3 separate regions of the Ovis aries genome follow, and all the other regions are linked to region 1. The links are chromatin contacts, called in public Hi-C maps. All regions are on one chromosome and are shown on one strand. Each heading gives the region's core, a stretch centred on a gene start, on an enhancer-like site or on the middle of the called end of the contact. The rest is flanking DNA. Distances are from core to core; before and after follow the strand shown. Region 1 holds the start of LOC121819259 (basic proline-rich protein-like). Region 2 holds the start of ADAMTSL2 (ADAMTS like 2). Region 3 has its middle 11 kb from the start of SLC2A6.

Region 1 (2,700 bases), core at 62-2,561:
CTTCATGCAGCCCCATCGGGGACATGGGGCTGACCACAGGGCGGGAACCGGCTCCGTGCTCCTTGATGTGGAGAACCTGTCCCCCTAAACAGAGACTTTAAAGAGAAAAAGGAGGGCTCAAGGGACTGGCAGATGCTGCAGTTCAAAGGTCGCGTGAAGGTCAGTGCAGCTTGGTTCACTTCTCCAGAGAAATATACTCGCGGTAACACTAAAGTGTCAACACTGGGGGCCTCTGGGTGACTCTTTTCTTTCTTCAGCTTTCTCCATGTCTTCTTCCTTGATTATTTGTCTTTTCTAATTTTTCCTACAACTACATGTGGACTCAAGTCAAAAGGAGAAGAGATTTGTGGCAGGTTTGCTATCCCAGCAGGGTGGGGCCTCTGGGGAGAGTGGACATCATGGACAGACCGAAGCGGCTGGCTAGCCTGGGCAGGAGCGGGTCAGGGGCTCGGGTCCCCGCTGGCCCGTGGTCTCAGCGCAGAGGGAGCTCATGTTCCTGGGCAGGAGGGCCAGGCTCAGAGCGGGGGGCCCAGGGCCGGGAGACGGTCGTACCTGCGCCCCCCGCGCGGTGGCGGCCCGGGCGAGGCTGGTGCAGGTGCCGGCGGGGTCCATGGTACCGTCGTGGGGCACGTACAGGGTCCCGTAGAGGTCCTCCACGTTCATCAGCGGATACAAAGCCTTGGTTTCCCCGGGGCTCAGCACGTGGGACTCGATGCCGTAGACCTTGCCCAACTAGGGGAACGCAGAGGAAAGTGAGCCTGGGGATGGGGCAGATCCTTCCAGCCACTCGCCTCCCTGTCTGGGCCTCCAAGGGTCAGTTTTGACCCTGGCACCCCCAGGAACTGTGAGCCATGCCTGGGGAAGCTCCTGTCCCCTGGGCCAGCTCCGAGGAAGAGTGAGGAACCTGTGCAGTGCTCAGAAGCAGTCTCTGGGGCCCGGGCACATAAGGACTTGCTATGTAAAATAAATAAAATAATCCCCACAGGTCTGATATCTGGAGCTTGAACCAGGTGTGTTGGTCAGACTGACTCCCCAGAGACCAGCAGGTCCTCTGTCCCAGGAGCCAACTGCGTGACAGACCACACCCCTGACGCATTTCATTGGTCAACGGGCAGCCAATCAAGTGTCCGCAGGCATCCGCCCATCAGGACCTGCCCAACCAGAGATGTGCTCAGTGGCTAAGTCGTGTCCAACTCCAGGGACTGTTGCCCGCCAGACTCAGACTTTGTCCATGGGATTTCCTAGGCAGGAATGCTGGAGTGGGTGGCCATTTCCTTCTCCAGCCCCACTAGAGATGAGCTGAGCCAATCAGATTCCCTCTCGGCGCATCCTGACTGAGAGGTGGCAGAGACCTCGCTCCGAACTTGAGCTGAAACCCCCCAAGGTGACCCGTCCCAGCTGATGAGTGAGTAGCTGGGGAAGAGGTGGTGGGAGGAGGCAGAACGAGACCGCCTCCTGACCCCAGAGATCCCCCGCCCTGCTGTGACGAAGCCAGCTGCCGCTGCTTCCGCTGGGGCACTCAGGGGAACACAGCGTCCCCTCAACAGTGCGCCTCCGCTTCCCACGCCGCCGGTTCTGCTTGCCAGTATACAGTTGGTGCTCGGTAACCGATGCATCGCTGGAGAAACTCGTCCCTTCCATGCCCTGGAATGTGGGGGCCAGCCCTGGCTGCTCTGGGTGAAGGACCAACACTCCACCCCAACAGCGGGCCTTCCACGGTGTAAGGCTTCCTCTGCCATCTCCCTGACAACGATGTTCCCTAAGCATCTCCGGCAGAGCTGGGGGAAGAGCGGTCCCTGCCTCCCGGGTTGTGCGGGTTCATCCTTCAGCCTGACCCCCAGGAGCACCGCGCGTGGTGGCAACCCCCATCCACTGGGCCTCTTCTGCCTCTGAGGCTCAGCAGAACCATGCTCCTCGACAGGATCCCATTTCAAAGGTGAGAATGCCGAGGCTCGGAGGCAAAGGCGCCTGTCGCAGGGGGCCCAGCCCAGCTGAGGCAGGGCGAGGCTCCAGCCGCATCCACCGGGGCTCCTCCCTTGCACTACGCTGCCCACCCCCGCCCGCGGGGGTGCACCCACCGACATGAGCCTCTTGTACTCATCCAGACGCTGCCGGCTGGACGCGATGAACAGGCCACCGTTCTGGATCCAGCCCGTGTGCAGCCCTGTCTCCTCCTCCAGCTCGCGGCTCACCACTTGCCTCGTGTGCGCCAGGAGCTCCACCTCCACGTCACTGGGCCGCAGCTGCCACAGCAGGCCTGGCGGGAGCGGGTGGGTGGGTGCGCCATCAGCCCCTGAGGGGCTGCACCCCCTTCCCCAAGCAGGCCAGAGCTCCCAAATATCAGGCTGCGGGCCTGAAGCATCCCTGCAGGCCATGGAGACGGCCTCGAGAGGCCGATGAGCAGGAAACGACAGGGGCAACGCTGAGTCCCAGGACACAGCTCTTGGGCAGCTCAAAGACAACACCAAAGGCCTCCTTTATCGGGCACCTGCTGTGGGCAGAGCCGGGCACGGAGCAACGGCGGCCCGGGGAGGCAGGTGGGACTGTTGCACGGTGAAATTAAGGAGCATCAAACAGCTCTGTGCCCAGGATCTCAGGGCAGGTGGTGAGGGGGTCCCGGGACCGACTGAAGTTCCCCCACAGAGTGGACCCCTTCTGACCGGGGCCTGGGGAGCGGCCGGCCCAGGGAGAAGTGACGGT
Region 2 (2,798 bases), core at 78-2,577, 160 kb before region 1:
CATGCTCACCAGTGCTGTGTGGCAGGTCCCATCGTGTCCGTGATCCAGTGTGCCAACAGGGGGCAGCGTGGGCCTGGTTTCCACCGAACATCACAGGGGCCCCAGGGGAAGAGAAGCAGAGATGGATAAGACCTGCCTCCCCAGAGTCTGGAGAGGATGAACGCGATCCAAGAGCCTGCTGTGGCGGGGATGTGCTCACCAGGGGGCTGGGCTGTGCTGCTTACCAGACGTGCAAGCCTGGGCGTCCCTGGGCAGTCTCGGAGCCTCAGTTTCCCCGTCTATAAAATGGGGATCTCCTAGCTCTCTGCAGGCAGGAAGGACTCACGCAGGAGGGACAACGGTGGCAGGGCGGCGGGTGCGGTTGCTGGCTCTCCTCCCCCCCCCCCCCCGCTCCTGCTGGTGGCAGAGCTTCCCAGGGGTGGAATGGTTCTCAGCCTGGAGGAGCTCCGCAGTTCCTTCCGGCAGGGAGGATGCAGGAGGGGGAGGGCTCTCCAGGCGCCGCTGTGAGCCGTCTGCAGCGCAGAGGCCGGGGATGGCTGCAGTGGCCCGGGGTCGCCCCCTTCCACGCCCACCGTGTGTGGAGGTGCCCCTGTGTGCCGGGCTCTGGAGGGTCTGGTGTGTGGGGCGGGGGCCTGGCCTGCTTCCGGGGCTACTTGCAGTGTCTGGGGTGCCCCCTGGGTGCCGGGGAGGGAGGGGGGTGCGGCTGGAGTGCATGCTGCTGGCTCCGTGCTCTGCTCCACGCTCTGACTCAGCAGGAACGCAGGCTGGAGCCCCACGCCGGCCTGCCAGGGGCTGCCCAGCTGGCGCGCGCCCAGCCAGGCCGTGTGCCCTGCCAAGCTGGTGTGAACATCTGCGAAGCTCCGCGCTCCTCCCCGCCGCTGGCTCCGGCTGTGCGAGCTGTCTGGTCCGCGGGCTGCGGGCCCTCCTGTCCCGTCCCCGGACCCTTGGCTGGGGCCTGCGCCGGGTCTCGGTCAGTCCCTCCGCTGCTCAGGAGAAATGTCTCCAAGCCTGGCTGGGTGACCTCAGAGCCCGGTGTCCCCCCCGCCCCGCCAGACCCCAGCCTCACCATCTGTAAGCACCAGCCATCAGATGGCTGCCTCACACACCTAGGATCCATTCTGGGGAGGGGCAGAGACGGCACCCCCACACATACCCCGCCCCCCGAGGGAGGCAGGCATCCAACGGACCGAGCCTGGGGCTCAGTTCTGCTCCCCCACCCTCTGCACCGAGCTCCCCTGTGACCCCGGGACAGCGGCCACTCCGTCTGGTTACCCAGACACGCGGACCCGCGTGGTGGCCCCGGGCCGGCGGCCTCTCCACTCACGGCGGCGGCAGGCAGCTGGGCCGGCCTGGCCGTGCTCCAGAGGCGCGGAGCGGGTTAAAGTGTGCGCCGGGCCGGCCGGCGGGGCGGCGGGCGGGGGAGCAGCCTGGTGGGAAGTGTGAGTTCCTCCCCGTCTGCCTGACAGCTATAAAGGCCGCCGCGCCCGCCCGCCCGGCCGCCGCTGGGCTGCGCCTCCCTGGGAACCCCCTCTCGTGGGTGCGCTTTGAAGTGGAGGAGGGAGGCGGCCAGGGGGCGGGGGAGCAGACAGAGAGAGGCACAGCCCACGGCCCTCGGCGTCCCAGCCTCCCCCTGCACCGCGCACCTGGCTAGCCTGCCCGCGACCGCGGCCCCTTCCCCCGCGAGGACACCCTGCCGAGCCCCAGCCAGGTAGGCCACCTCCCCCGCCGTCTCGCTTCCCTTCCCACGGCTGCCCTCCCAGGACGAAGGTGCGGCCCCCAGTGCCTGCAGGTCAGCCCCGGCCCCTTGGGGAGCCGTTATATAACAGGACCAGGGACTCCTGGGGAGGGTCCAGACCCTCTGAGCCCGGTCTGGGCAGTGGGAGTGGGGGTCCCTCAGCTCCTAGCCTCCCCGAGCCCAAAGCCCTCACTTGCAGGGCAAGCCTCTCCCGCTGGCCGGTGGTGGCTGTTTTTGGACCCCAGGGAGGGCTGGATCCCGCGTGAGCCGGGCCTGGCCTGCAGCCACGGCTGTCTGGGAGCCTTAATGAAAACCAAGTGTGCGGCCGGCTCAGCACCTGTCTTCAGCCTGCAGGCAGGAGCCGGGGCCACAGACGAGCCAATGGTACTGCCGACGGGGGTCCGTGCTTGCAGAGGGGGCTGGTGGGGGTGCAAGTGGGGGCCTGCGGGGGAGGGGCAGCCCCCGGGTGGTGAGTGGGCAGGCAGGCAGGCGGTTGGGGAGTTGCGGATCTTAAGGTCTCAGCTCCAAATTTCGGGGTGGACTGCTGCCGCGTCTGGGGCAGGGAGACATTCTTGGGGTGCGAGGCTGGCATTGGCGTAGCTCCTGGTAATTTGCAGGTGCTTGAGCCCACGAGGAGGTGAGGGTTTGGTGGAGGAGGAGAGGGGGCAGATGAGGAGCTGTTTTCAGGCCTGGCAGGCATCGGGCGGCGGGTGCCTTCTACCTTCTTTCACTGGAATTTATCTCTGTTTGCCCTGGGGTCTGGGGGCTAGTTGGCCACATAGATGGCTGTGTGGGTTTGGCAAACTGGCTCCCCTCTCTGGTTCTGGGCTAGAGGAGGATGGGCTTGGGGGTTTCCGAAACTCCTCCAACCCACTGGCAAGTGACACTCAGGACCTGAGACAGACCCTGGCCAGAGGTCACTGCAGGCCCCCAGCTGGTACTCCTATCTCAGGGGCAGATAAGGGAGGCTGAGGGCCCAGGAGGCTGGAGGCAGCCCTTGATTTGACCCCTGGCAGGGAGGCCAAGCATGGGCTTACCTGGTGGTTCAGTGGTAAAGGACCCT
Region 3 (2,708 bases), core at 165-2,664, 200 kb before region 1:
AGGGTTCAAACGGCCCCTAGGGCCTGGAGGCCCCACCCTGGGGGAGAGACTTTTCCGTGGCTTCCTCTCCGCCAAGCTCTCTCCAGCTCTGTGGCCGTGGGCGAGCCCCAGACCGAGTCTCCTTTCCTCATCAGTCCGCGGGTCAGTGGGACCACACTGCTCCTCTACTCCATTCTGCCTCCTTCCCAAGAGGGCCCTGATGGTGTCTGGGGTGGCAGCGTGCCTACTCAACTCACAGGCCCTCCAGCCGCCCTGCAGCTGGGTGGCCACGTGAGTCCCTTCTGGCCAGGGGTGTGGTTAGTCCCGAGTGTCCAGAGAGGGCCGCCTTCCTGATTAGCAAGGCTTCGGGTCCTATCCCCTTCTTCCTGCCTGGAATTCAGTCGTGTTGCCTGGCGGTGCAGCAGCCCTCTTGCAAGCAGGAGGTGGGAGCCCAGGCGAGGATGATGAGCAGGGATGAAGCAGGAGCTGGTTCTTTGGGGGTGTGGAGGCTGGGCACCTTGTTGTGTGGGCTGGTTTTCTGGGTGTTGCAGCCTCAAGCACTGCTAACTGCTACAGACCATCGACTCCTCCTTCCCTGTGGAAGTGGCCTGGAGACTGAAGGGGCAGGCTTGTGGGTGTGCTCCAGACCTGGGCCCCCTCTTCTGTGCTGGGCCCCAGGGCACCGGGGCACTGGGGAATGGTCCTCAGAGGCCTTCAGGCATCTCTTGAGGGGAGAAGGACAAGGGGCCCCAGACAGCTGGCCTGGTCTCCCACAGGGAGCGGGGGCCTCTAGGGCCCGTGTCTGAGACCTGCTCCTGCCCTGCGTCCTTGGCAAGGTGAGAGTTAAAGAGGCAGGAGGGAGGTGATGCTGGAAACCCCCTCCCCTCAAGGGGTGGGGGCTGAGGGGCTGGCACCAGAGGCAGGCAGGCGGGCGGGCAGAGGGGACAATCAGCTTTCTCCATGGTGCGGGGTGGCCAGTCCCCAGAGCCCGACCATGGCTGGACTCCTCTGGTCTCCTCACCACAGAGCCGGCCAGACAGCCCCCAGCAGATGCTTCCGGGGACGTTCTCGGGGTTCTGGCCGGGCACGCCTCATGGGCAGGTGTGTCTTGCTTGGGGCAAGAAGGGGCAGCAGCAAAGGCTGGGGCAAGGCTGGCCGGTCTCCATGCTGGCTGCCTGCCCCTGCTTGGTCCTGTGACGTGGACTTGGGTCAGGCCTGACCGGTGAAGCGCGTTCCTTCCTGCTTTGGCCTTTGCACTGGGAAGGGTCAGACCCAGGGTCCCGCCGCCCCGCCCTCCGCCCTGGCCAGGTGCACCGTGACCCCGGTTCCCACCACTCTGGGGTTCACGCCCCTCCCCTGCGGCCAGCACTGGCCGGGCCTGGGGAGGGCGGGGCTGGGGCCGAGCGTGGCCGGCCAGCCTGGCGTTTTTTTCCGCCTTTTCATGGCCTCAGCCAACACCCTCTCCCGGGATGCAGCCAACTATGTGTGGGCCGCAGAGTCGCCCAGCAGCTGCTCCTCCTGCTAGAGAGTGACGTCACGTATTTTTGGATGGCCAGTCGCTCCCTGCTTTGCGATGTTGGAAGCGACAGCCTCGCTCCGTCCCCGCCGCTCCCGTGTCCCTCCAGCCCACCCTGCGCCCACCTTGCCCTGCGACGGGGCCCCTCTCCAGCACTCAGACAGAGCCCGCACTGAGGCCGCAGGTGGCCCGGGAACCCTCTCCTCGGTTATTTTTGGCCCCTGTGCTGGCCCAGGGACTCCCTGCCAAAAGCAATTACTGAATTCTCATCTTGTTTTGCTGATGGCTTAGAGTATGTCAACAATGTTCCACCGGGGAGACCCGAGGGCAGCTCGAGATTGGGGGAGGGGAGGGGGCTTGGGCGCCCCGTGGGGGTCCCCCAGGACTGGACCACTGGGGTCCCTGGAGAGGCAGAGGAGGAGGAGGGCTCAGCGAGGGCCGTCCCTCGCAGCTGCTGTCCGTCGGCGCCCTGGAGCGCTAGTCTGTGTGCAGACACTGAGAACCCGGTGGAGGGGGGGAGTCTGTCTTCCAAGGCTCAGAGCTGCCCTGCGACCAGCTGACGTCCCGGTGCTGGGAGGTGGCTGCAGGGCTTTGTGCCTGGGCTCTGGCCCTCGTCTGTGGGGGGTGGGCTCACCCTGATCTGCAGTAGCAGGGCTTGGGGGCTCCAAATAACAGGCGGGATCTGCCCCCAGGGGTCTCCCCCTTCCCCCAGGCTTCGCTCAGTGCCACGGACCAGAGGCCACAGCAGCAGGCCAGGCCGGGCCTTCGTCTCTGAGGGGCTCCATTGTGTGGCCGTGGGTCTGCAGCCCAGCCCCGCGACTCCAGTGTCTCCACCAGGACCACCACGCTGTCCCAGGGAGGACCTTGGGGTCGTGGGAGGCTGGATTCCACCTGGTGGGCTTCATCCCGGGCCCAGGCCGCCCTCTGCCCCCTGACCAGCCCTCAGGGACACCCACTGGCCATAGGCAAAGAGACGGAGGAAGGCTGCAGCCCTGGGGCTGGGAGCCCGGCGGCCCTGACCTGCTGGGCAGGCGCCCCGCCTGGGCTCAGGCGAGCTTCTGACCCCGACCTCTCTACCAGCCTCAGCACCACCCCCAGCGAGTTTCCAGGAGGGCCAGGAGTCTCCGGGGGGAGGAGATGGGGTGGGAGCTGAGTGGGCTCTGGAGGCTGAGCACCCCAATGTCCGGGGACCGGGGGCCACGTGCCCACCATG

Evidence for each region. Hi-C and Micro-C count contacts between places; a contact is called where the count stands out from the background.
Region 2: a contact with region 1 is called in a Hi-C map of hypothalamus, with 4 times the contacts expected there. The contact joins the promoter of ADAMTSL2 here to the promoter of LOC121819259 in region 1. A contact is called at or near these places in 4 of 16 Hi-C or Micro-C datasets (hypothalamus, omental adipose tissue and tail adipose tissue).
Region 3: a contact with region 1 is called in a Hi-C map of liver, with 2.0 times the contacts expected there. The contact joins the enhancer-like site here to the promoter of LOC121819259 in region 1. A contact is called at or near these places in 2 of 16 Hi-C or Micro-C datasets (liver and tail adipose tissue).

The regions. Positions count from the first base shown.
Region 1 is chr3:2,375,187-2,377,886 of ARS-UI_Ramb_v3.0, reverse strand. It overlaps LOC121819259 (basic proline-rich protein-like), which reads left to right and starts at 1,311. Exons shown (of 2, transcript XM_042247997.2): 1 at 1,311-1,936; 2 at 2,106-2,700. It overlaps SARDH (sarcosine dehydrogenase), which reads right to left. Exons shown (of 21, transcript XM_042247993.1): 3 at 2,079-2,257; 4 at 553-732.
Region 2 is chr3:2,535,261-2,538,058 of ARS-UI_Ramb_v3.0, reverse strand. ADAMTSL2 (ADAMTS like 2) reads left to right here and starts at 1,327. Exons shown (of 19, transcript XM_060413735.1): 1 at 1,327-1,708.
Region 3 is chr3:2,572,052-2,574,759 of ARS-UI_Ramb_v3.0, reverse strand. No RefSeq gene overlaps it. Among named protein-coding and RNA genes, the nearest start is that of SLC2A6, 11 kb to the left of the region's middle. Within about 2 kb of position 1,414, at least 23 of the 54 cell types and tissues checked have an H3K27ac peak or open chromatin away from gene starts, as enhancers often do. A contact at or near this core is called in liver and tail adipose tissue, where this site is marked.